3 separate regions of the Sus scrofa genome follow, and all the other regions are linked to region 1. Evidence: chromatin contacts called from public HiChIP or PLAC-seq data. All regions are on one chromosome and are shown on one strand. Each heading gives the region's core, a stretch centred on a gene start, on an enhancer-like site or on the middle of the called end of the contact. The rest is flanking DNA. Distances are from core to core; before and after follow the strand shown. Region 1 overlaps TIAM1 (T-lymphoma invasion and metastasis-inducing protein 1). Region 2 overlaps TIAM1 (T-lymphoma invasion and metastasis-inducing protein 1). Region 3 overlaps TIAM1 (T-lymphoma invasion and metastasis-inducing protein 1).

The links. HiChIP or PLAC-seq counts read pairs in DNA pulled down with a chosen protein or histone mark.
Region 2: a contact with region 1 is called in an H3K27ac HiChIP or PLAC-seq map of alveolar macrophages. The contact joins two enhancer-like sites. A contact is called at or near these places in 4 of 47 Hi-C or Micro-C datasets (brain, embryonic fibroblasts, epiblast stem cells and 1 more) and 2 of 2 datasets of contacts at active chromatin or transcription factors (alveolar macrophages and skeletal muscle).
Region 3: a contact with region 1 is called in an H3K27ac HiChIP or PLAC-seq map of alveolar macrophages. The contact joins two enhancer-like sites. A contact is called at or near these places in 4 of 47 Hi-C or Micro-C datasets (embryonic fibroblasts, epiblast stem cells, fetal heart ventricle and 1 more) and 1 of 2 datasets of contacts at active chromatin or transcription factors (alveolar macrophages).

The regions. Positions count from the first base shown.
Region 1 is chr13:195,005,665-195,008,440 of Sscrofa11.1, forward strand. All of the region lies in intron 3 of TIAM1 (T-lymphoma invasion and metastasis-inducing protein 1), which reads right to left. Among named protein-coding and RNA genes, the nearest start is that of TIAM1, 230 kb to the right of the region's middle. Within about 2 kb of position 1,362, at least 2 of the 83 cell types and tissues checked have an H3K27ac peak or open chromatin away from gene starts, as enhancers often do. A contact at or near this core is called in alveolar macrophages, where this site is marked.
Region 2 is chr13:194,852,961-194,855,736 of Sscrofa11.1, forward strand. All of the region lies in intron 15 of TIAM1 (T-lymphoma invasion and metastasis-inducing protein 1), which reads right to left. Among named protein-coding and RNA genes, the nearest start is that of TIAM1, 380 kb to the right of the region's middle. Within about 2 kb of position 1,416, at least 6 of the 83 cell types and tissues checked have an H3K27ac peak or open chromatin away from gene starts, as enhancers often do. A contact at or near this core is called in alveolar macrophages, where this site is marked.
Region 3 is chr13:195,138,987-195,141,762 of Sscrofa11.1, forward strand. All of the region lies in intron 1 of TIAM1 (T-lymphoma invasion and metastasis-inducing protein 1), which reads right to left. The region is part of intron 1 of LOC110256474 (a long non-coding RNA gene); the gene reads left to right. Among named protein-coding and RNA genes, the nearest start is that of TIAM1, 95 kb to the right of the region's middle. Within about 2 kb of position 1,420, at least 10 of the 83 cell types and tissues checked have an H3K27ac peak or open chromatin away from gene starts, as enhancers often do. A contact at or near this core is called in alveolar macrophages, where this site is marked.

The DNA of each region.
Region 1 (2,776 bases), core at 112-2,611:
TTTCAAGCAAGAGAATCCAAATAAACTGGGGAAGTGGTGCCGCAAAACACTTAGGCCAAGGATGGGCCCTCTTGTTCTCCACTCTCATAAAAGCACCAACTAAAACAAACAGCAGCCCCAGTACTGCTACTCAGCGCTCGCTCGGGGTCACAGTGGACAGGCTGGGCCAAGGGCAGCTAGTTAATCAATCTGCCGTCTTGGAAAATAACTCCACGGCTGAGGCCAAATCCACAAAATGTAAACCAAGACTTACTCCTTGGGCAGAGCAGCAAATGATGTTGGCATCGCACCATAAAGCCTTTTCCCAGCTCACAATCCCTTCCCAGGCCCAATTCAGCCCTTTGCAACCCTGGATGCCTAAACAAATCTTTTTTTTTTTTTTTTTTTTTTTTTTTTTTTGTCTTTTCTAGGGCTGCACCCGCGGCATATGGAGGTTCCCAGGCTAGGGGGTCTAATCAGAGCTGTAGCCACCGGCCTACACCAGAGCCATAGCAACGCTAGATCCGAGCCATATCTGCAACGTACACCACAGCTCACAGCAACACCAGATCCTTAACCCATCAAGTGAGGCCAGGGATCGAACCCGCAACCTCATGGTTCCTAGTTGGATGCGTTTGCGCTTCACCACGGTAGGAACTCCAATAAATCTTAATTATGCCATATGCTCTCCAGCATCTTTCCAGTTGAGAAACTCCAAGGAGAACCAACAACTTAGGTCTAGCGACTTCAATAATGCTATCATCCTTTGTGCAGGAATATAACCAGCCAACCTCCTCTGCCCTGTGCTCTTCCTTTCCCTTCTTGGCTATGAGGTCAGTTGTTAGGGTTCCACAATCCACATGTCCCCCCAAAGCCCGGAGGAACTCCTAGCTCTGCAAAAATATTCTCAATGCAGCAGCAATATGAAATCGACATGGTAATTGACAGAGAGCCCCACCCATCTCCCAGTTCCATTCTGGAGTAACTAAATTTAAATAATGTTGCCTTCAAGGAACCAACCCCACCAATGAACTTACATTCCAGGTTTTTGCCAAGCTTTTTGAGTTTTGTGCCCATTTCATTTATACAATAAAAACGGCAAAGAAAGGAAGAAGGGAGAGAGGGAGGAAGAACAGGGCAGTAAGATCTTCGAGGAGGGGAAATGAACTAAAGGAAAAAAAAAAAAATAATAATAACAATAATCCCAGAAAGGAAAGATGAAATGTGGAGGGGGAAAAAATGGACAGCCAGTTTACCCCCAATCAATTCAGATAAGATCAAAATACTGAAAATACGGAACGTGACCCTGGTACTCCCGTCTGCCCATAATGAAGAGAAAACAAATGACAGAAGTGGTTTCGTTTTATTCTGTAGCAATAACCGTTCACACTTCTGGGCGGAAGGCACTGAGCAACTGCGGTGGTGAGCAAGGGGAAGACAAGAAAGCAGTCAGTGTCCTTTAATTTATTAAGTGTCTACTTTGTGCCCAACCATAAGCCAGGTACCTTACAGAAAATTCATATAAAAATCACAATGCCACCCCCCCCCAAGCAGTTCTCACTATTTCCTTCTCACGGTAGGGAAAATGCACACTCAGAGAGGTTAGGCAATTTTCCTAGGGCCACAGAGCTAAAAGGGACCGAGCAGGAATTCAAAACTCAGCTCTTTTCTGACGCTCCAGTTCTTGTTCTTATACGGCACGTACTCAGAAAGATTTTCTGAGAAAAACTTTCAAAAAGCCTTTTTAAAAGAAAAGCTTCATGTATTAAATATGAACCAAAAGGAAACATTCTTCCTCAGTCATTACAGCAAATTGGCTCTGCCTTAATACAAAGTAAATCTGTGTTGTCAAGTGGGTTGAACACACCTTCAATTCACATTAAATTACCAGTAAGTCTTGTGTAAATTCTAGTTAGATGTTTCCAAAACAATTTCCCGGGGTGTGTCCCAGTGAATATACAAAACCCACCTTAGAACAATTCGGATCTGACTTTGATCCCATGTGTACAATACTCAAGAACATAAGGTACGTTTTAATAAAACTGGAAAACATTATGTCAAAGACACATAAAAATAAATACATAATGTCTTCTTCCATACAGCTCTGAGACTCAGTTACTTAGTTTTTGGGGGGTTTTTTGTTTTTGTTTTTTCCTTTTTAGGGCGGCACCCACGGCATATGGAGGTTCCCAGGCTAGGGGTCAAATTGGAGCTACAGCTGCCAGCCTACACCACAGCCACAGCAACATCAGAGCCTTGTCTACGACCTACATCACAGCTCACAGCAATGCTGGATCCTTAACCCACTGAGCAAGGCCAGGGATTGAACCCGAAACCTCATGATTCCTAGTCGGATTCATTTCCGCTGCACCACGCCAGGAATTCCAGTTACTTAGTTTTAAAGGGTCTTAAAATCTTTTTTGACAGAGCGCCACAGGGCATCATTTTTTCAATGCACGTAAACTTAAAAGAAGTAGTGCTTGTTTATGCTTCATTTAAAATGCAAACGAGGAGATCTGCAGCACAGCGGGTTAAGGACCCAGCATTGTCATAGCAGTGGCTAGAGCTGCTGCTGTGGCATGGGTTCCATTCCTGGCCTGGGAACTTCCACATGCTGCGGGTGCGACCAAAAATATAAACAATAAAAACCAAAGTTGGGTCTTTCATTAAACTGATAAAAACCCACAAGACATTAGCACGACTAACCAAGAAGAAAAAAGCACAAAACACCAAGGCCAGGAATGAAAAAAAGGAAACATTTCTGCAGATGCTATAGTCTTTCAAAATATTATGAAAG
Region 2 (2,776 bases), core at 166-2,665, 150 kb before region 1:
TTTCCATCAGCAAAATCAGGTTTTTTTAAAGTTGAAGTATTGGAGCTCCCGTTGCAGTGCAGCGGAAACGAATCCAACTAGTAACCATGAGTTGCAGGTTCGATCCTGGCCTTGCTCAGTTTTAAGGATCTGGCATTGTGGTGAGGTGTGGTATAGGTCAAAGACCCATCTCAGATCCTGTGTTTCTGTGGCTGTGGTGTATGCTGGCATCTGCAGCTATGATTTGACCTCTAGCCTGGGAACCTCCATATGCCACGTATGTACCCCTAAAAAGCAAAAAAAAAAAAAAAAAAAAAAAAAAGTATAACGGATATACAATGTTGCATCAGTTTCAGGTGTATAGCAGAGTGATTCTGTTTTAAGACTGGAATCCACTACAGGTATTACAAGATCCTGATATGATTTCCTGTGCTATATAGTAAATCCTTGTTGCTTATCTATTTTATGTATTAGTAGTTTGTGTCTGTTAATCCCATACTCCTAATTTACTTGTCCCTCCATCCCTCCCTCCCTTTGGTAACCAGAAGATTGTTCACTAAGTCTGAGTCTATTTCTGTTTTGCACATAGATTCACTTGTATTATTATTATTATTATTGGTCTTTTTAGGGCGGCCCTAAACTGTAGATCGTACTGTAGCTGTAAGTCATGAGTGTAGGTCACCGACGTGGCTCAGATGCCAAGTTGCTGTGGCTGTGGCGTAGGCTGGCACCTGCAGCTCTGAGTCGACCCCTAGCCTGCCAACTTCCCTGTGTTGTGGGTGCGGGTCTCCCCTGCCAAAAAAATTTTTAAAAAAGATAGATAAATAAATAAATAAATAAGCCTTCCTCCAAAAGCATCTAGTCCTGTAAAAAGGAAAACTTGCTTTCTTAAAATACGAGAAGAAAATCTGATTCAATAGGAATTATGAAAAAGAAAAAGAAAAAAAAAAAAAGGAAAGGAAAGGAAGGAAGGACGAACCCAGTTCCTGACAAACAAATGTTAATACAGCCCAAAATGACTTGCCAGTAGGGGCCCCAGGGAGTCATTCAATATTAACCCAATACACCCACCCCTTCAGAAGGCTTAGCGTTATGAAGACCAGCCGGCACCATGAGTGGCCTAAGATCTTGGAAGTGAAGGAAGTGAGTAAAACAGAGTGAAGAAACCAAGCGGCAACTCCTGCGTTGAATACCCAGAAGACCCCTCCTACTGAAATTCATGACCAGAGAAAAATCATGACAACCTCACAAACAGAACAGAAGTACTCAGAACCAGAGTCCAGGACACAGCAAAACTGAGAAAGTAAGAAAAGCAGACACCTCTGCCATAGAGGGGACCCAAGACCAAGAATGCAACAGTCTAAGAAGTCCCCAGAGGAAAAGGCACACTCAGTTGCTGAAATGACACATACTTTCCCTTCAAGGCAGCCTAGGGGATCATGCTTATGAGTCAATTACAAAATTATCCGAACTCATTTCAACAACAAGGTCTGAGACAGTCCTGAGGGCTGAGGCGGAGGGAGGAGCAAGAGAGAAATTAGGCAAGTGTGAAATCTTTCCATTCATTTAGTCAGTGGGATTATTAAGTCATCGTTTCCTCCTACACGATTCTATAAAAGGCAGTGTTTGGTTTGCAGTTAGGTTTTTTGTTTGTTTTTTTGCTATGGGTTGATGGATGTGTGCTGGTCATTTTACAGACCCTGGACTTGATTGTACCACAGAAAGCTGTGCTTAGGTGCTAATGTCAGAGAGAGATGGGCTGCATTTAAAATCCTTGGTAGCTGTTGAGGTCAGAGGCAAGACTCTCTTAGGACCGGGAGACTCGGTCAATATGCTGTGGGAACACGTCCTTACAGCAGGAACTAGGCCCTGAGAATAAATGGATTAGCTGAAGGTATCAGCCTTGGAGAGCAGCGTTCCAAGGTGAAGTCTGGAAATTACTAGACGGGTTGTACCGGGCAGCAATCTAAGGATAGACGTCCAGCCTCAGCCTTGAGAACCTCATTACCTGACATCATCACAATCTCTGAGCATGGGATTCTGTGGCTGACAACAGCTGGGGTGGTCCAGGACAACTGGAAATGAACACACCTCCCCCCAACAAAGCCCTGCTTCTTCATGTCAGGTCATGGAAGAAGCACCACTGACAATACTTATGGGTGGGTGCCTGATACCCTGGTACCCCTTCAGTGTGGAAACCTAAGTGGGGTCTATGAGCCTCTCAGTCACTCCCATAAAAAAGAATAAAAACTGGAGTTCCCGTCGTGGCATAGTGGTTAATGAATCTGACTAAGAACCATGAGGTGGCAGGTTCGATCCCTGCCCTTGCTCAGTGGGTTAAGGATCTGGCGTTTCCGTGAGCTGTGGTGTAGGTCGCAGATGCGGCTCAGATCCTGCGTTGCTGTGGCTGTGGTATAGGCCGGTGGCTACAGCTCCGATTAGACCCCTAGCCTGGGAACCTCCATATGCCACAGGAAGCGGCCCTAGAAAAGGCAAAAAAAAAAAAGTATAAAAAGTATGGCAGGATTATGCCTCGTTTCTATTTCTGAGTCCTCAAATCAATCAATCTTAGGATTTGAGTCCAAGAGCTTTGAAATTCAGCCCCCTCTTGCCTCTTGCTACAGTTGACCCTTACTCAAGAGATAGAAAGTAAACCAAAGAAAAAAAGAGTCCCCACTGTGGTGCATTTCAGTTTTTATTTGTAGCACCGCAACTCACTACTGCTTTAATTATTGACGTCACACTTCTGCTGCGTATGAAGCCTTTTAGACACATTCATCCCTCATCCCTCGCCATC
Region 3 (2,776 bases), core at 170-2,669, 130 kb after region 1:
CGAATCTGACTAGGAACCATGAGGTTGCAGGTTTGATCCCTGGCCTTGCTCAGTGGGTTAAGGATCCGGTGTTGCCCGTGAGCTGTGGTGTAGGTTGCAGACGCTGCTCGGATCCCACGTTGCCATGGCTGGGGCATAGGCCAGTGGCTACAGCTCCGATTAGACCCCTATCCTGGGAACCTCCATGTGCCGCAGGAGCAGCCCTAGAAAAGGCAAAAAGACAAAAAAAATTTAAAAAATTAAAAAAATTAAAAATTATTCTGATGCTTGTTAAAATGGCAAGACTTTTTGCAGGGCTACTGCAAAACAGGAGAGAGATGGGGCTCAACTCCGAATAGAGCAAAGACACCTGAAGATTTACAGCAAATAAGCAGAGTGAGGGGGTCAGTGGACAGAAAACTACTAAGAGGAGACCGCAGGGGAGGGAGATTCTTGGTAAACAAACAGACAATAGGGTTTCTGCTCAAGGCAACCCAGGGTGATCAGATATCAAAGGGGATCACATATCAAGGGGCAGAGGGGGAGTCTCTCTAAACTGACTTAGCAGGATTCTTGCTGAAACTGGGCTAGGCAGGCCAAAGACAGGGCAGGGACCAAGGTCTAGAACTAGACAGAAAAAAGGACTCACAGGAGTCTGACTAAGGAGAGTCTTTGTCGGTCACGTTAACTCCACCTTACAAATAGAAATGCTGATGTCTAGAGGTCTCCAAGGTCACAGAGCAAGTGTGAGCAGGTGCCAGGAACAGATCCCAGACCTCCCAGATCCAAGCTCATGACGTCAGTTCCATGCACAGCCTCATAACTCCTTACACAGCAGAACACTTTTTAATTTCTCAATTGCCTCCCCACGTAATTTCTCTGTGTGCAAAATCCAGAAATGTGCATTTCTAATATATCAAGCTATCAAAAGAAAACCACCTTTGAACACAATGCCACGTGAGTGATTTATATACAATCCCCTGTAATACAAAGGCAGACTGGTTCATCATGGTGATATATAAGGAAGCCTTTCAAAGTGGCCTCGTAGGAGTTCCCATGGTGGCTCAGCAGGTTAAGAACAACCCAACACAGTGTCCGTGAGGATGCAGGTTCAATCCCTGGCCTCGCTCAGAGGGTTAAAAAGCCAGTGTTTCTGCAAGCTGTGGCGTGGGTTACAGATGTGGCTTGGATCTGGTGTTGCCGTGGCCGTGGTGTAGGCCAGCAGCTACAGCTCCAATTCGACCCCTAGCCTGGGAACTTCCATGTGACACAGGTGCGGCCCTAAAAAGGAAAAAAAAAAAAAAAATGGCCTTGTAATAATAGGCACACAAATAAAATAGAAAAAAGATAAAAGACTGGATTTAAATGCATCTGAAAAGAACAGGAAGCTTTCAGTCACTAACAGGATTACAAAACATCCATAGCACAAGCTAAGCAACTTCCCTAGATGCCTACTCTCTGGGGAGAGCCTGTACAGATGGCAGGCCACTTCCTGCACTCATGACAATGCCATCTACAGGATAAAAAAATCCTGAAGGGCGACAATATTCTCTGGTTGCCCTTCAGGCTACTTCCCATCTTCATCCACTGAGATCTGTGCCCTGGGAGGCTGACCTCTATGACCTGTATCCATCCAGCTCTCTTGCCCTTCAGGCCCTTGGGAGGTACCAGTGGAAGCCAGGAGAGTGGGAGGAGGAGAAGCAAAGAAGGGGCCTGTCTCCCCCTGCTTCCTATCTGCAGGGTCACCTGGGGGGCTCTCCACCACAGGTCACAGCTTCTGTCAGGTGACCCTCTCTCCTTCCTTCTACGGGGTGCAGGGTGAATTTGGGTGTCCCCCCAAATTCACATGTTGAAATCTAACCCCCAGTGTGATGGTCTTAGGAGGTGAGGGCTTTGGGAGGTGATTGACGGTTTTAGGAGGTGAGGGCTTTGGGAGGTGACTGATGGTCTTAGGAGGTGAGGCTTTGGGAGGTGATTGATGGTCTTAGCAGGTGAGGGCTTCAGGAAGTGATCAATGGTCTTAGCAGGTGAGGGCTTTGGGAGGTGACTGATGGTCTTAGGAGGGCTCTAGGTGGTAACTGATGGTCTTAGGAGGTGAGGGCTTTGGGAGGTGATTGACGGTTTTAGGAGGTGAGGGCTTTGGGAGGTGACTGATGGTCTTAGGAGGGCTCTAGGTGGTAACTGATGGTCTTAGGAGGTGAGGGCTTTGGGAGGTGATTGACGGTTTTAGGAGGTGAGGGCTTTGGGAGGTGACTGATGGTTTTAGGAGGTGAGGGCTTTGGGAGGTGACTGATGGTCTTAGGAGGGCTCTAGGTGGTAACTGATGGTCTTAGGAGGTGAGGCTTTGGGAGGTGATTGATGGTCTTAGCGGGTGAAGGCTTCAGGAAGTGATCAATGGTCTTAGCAGGTGAGGGCTTTGGGAGGTGATTGATGGTCTTAGGAGGTGAGGGTTTGGGGAGGTGACTGATGGTCTTAGCAGGTGAGGGCTTTGGGAGGTGATTAGGTCATGAGGGTGGCGCCCTCACAGATGGGGTTAGTGCTCTTATGAAAGAGACCCAAGAGCTCCCTCACCCCTCCTGTCATGTGACAGCCATCTGTAAACCAAGATCCAATGGTGCCTTGACCATGGACGTCCCAGTCTCCAGAACTATGAGAAATTTACAGCATTCACGTCACCCAACCTTGGTACTTTGTCAAAGCAGCCTGAACAGCCGAAGAGGGGGTTCCTCCTGCCTCCCCAGTGGACCTCACTCCCCTTTCTGCTTCTTAACCCCACAACACACTTTTGCTATTATCT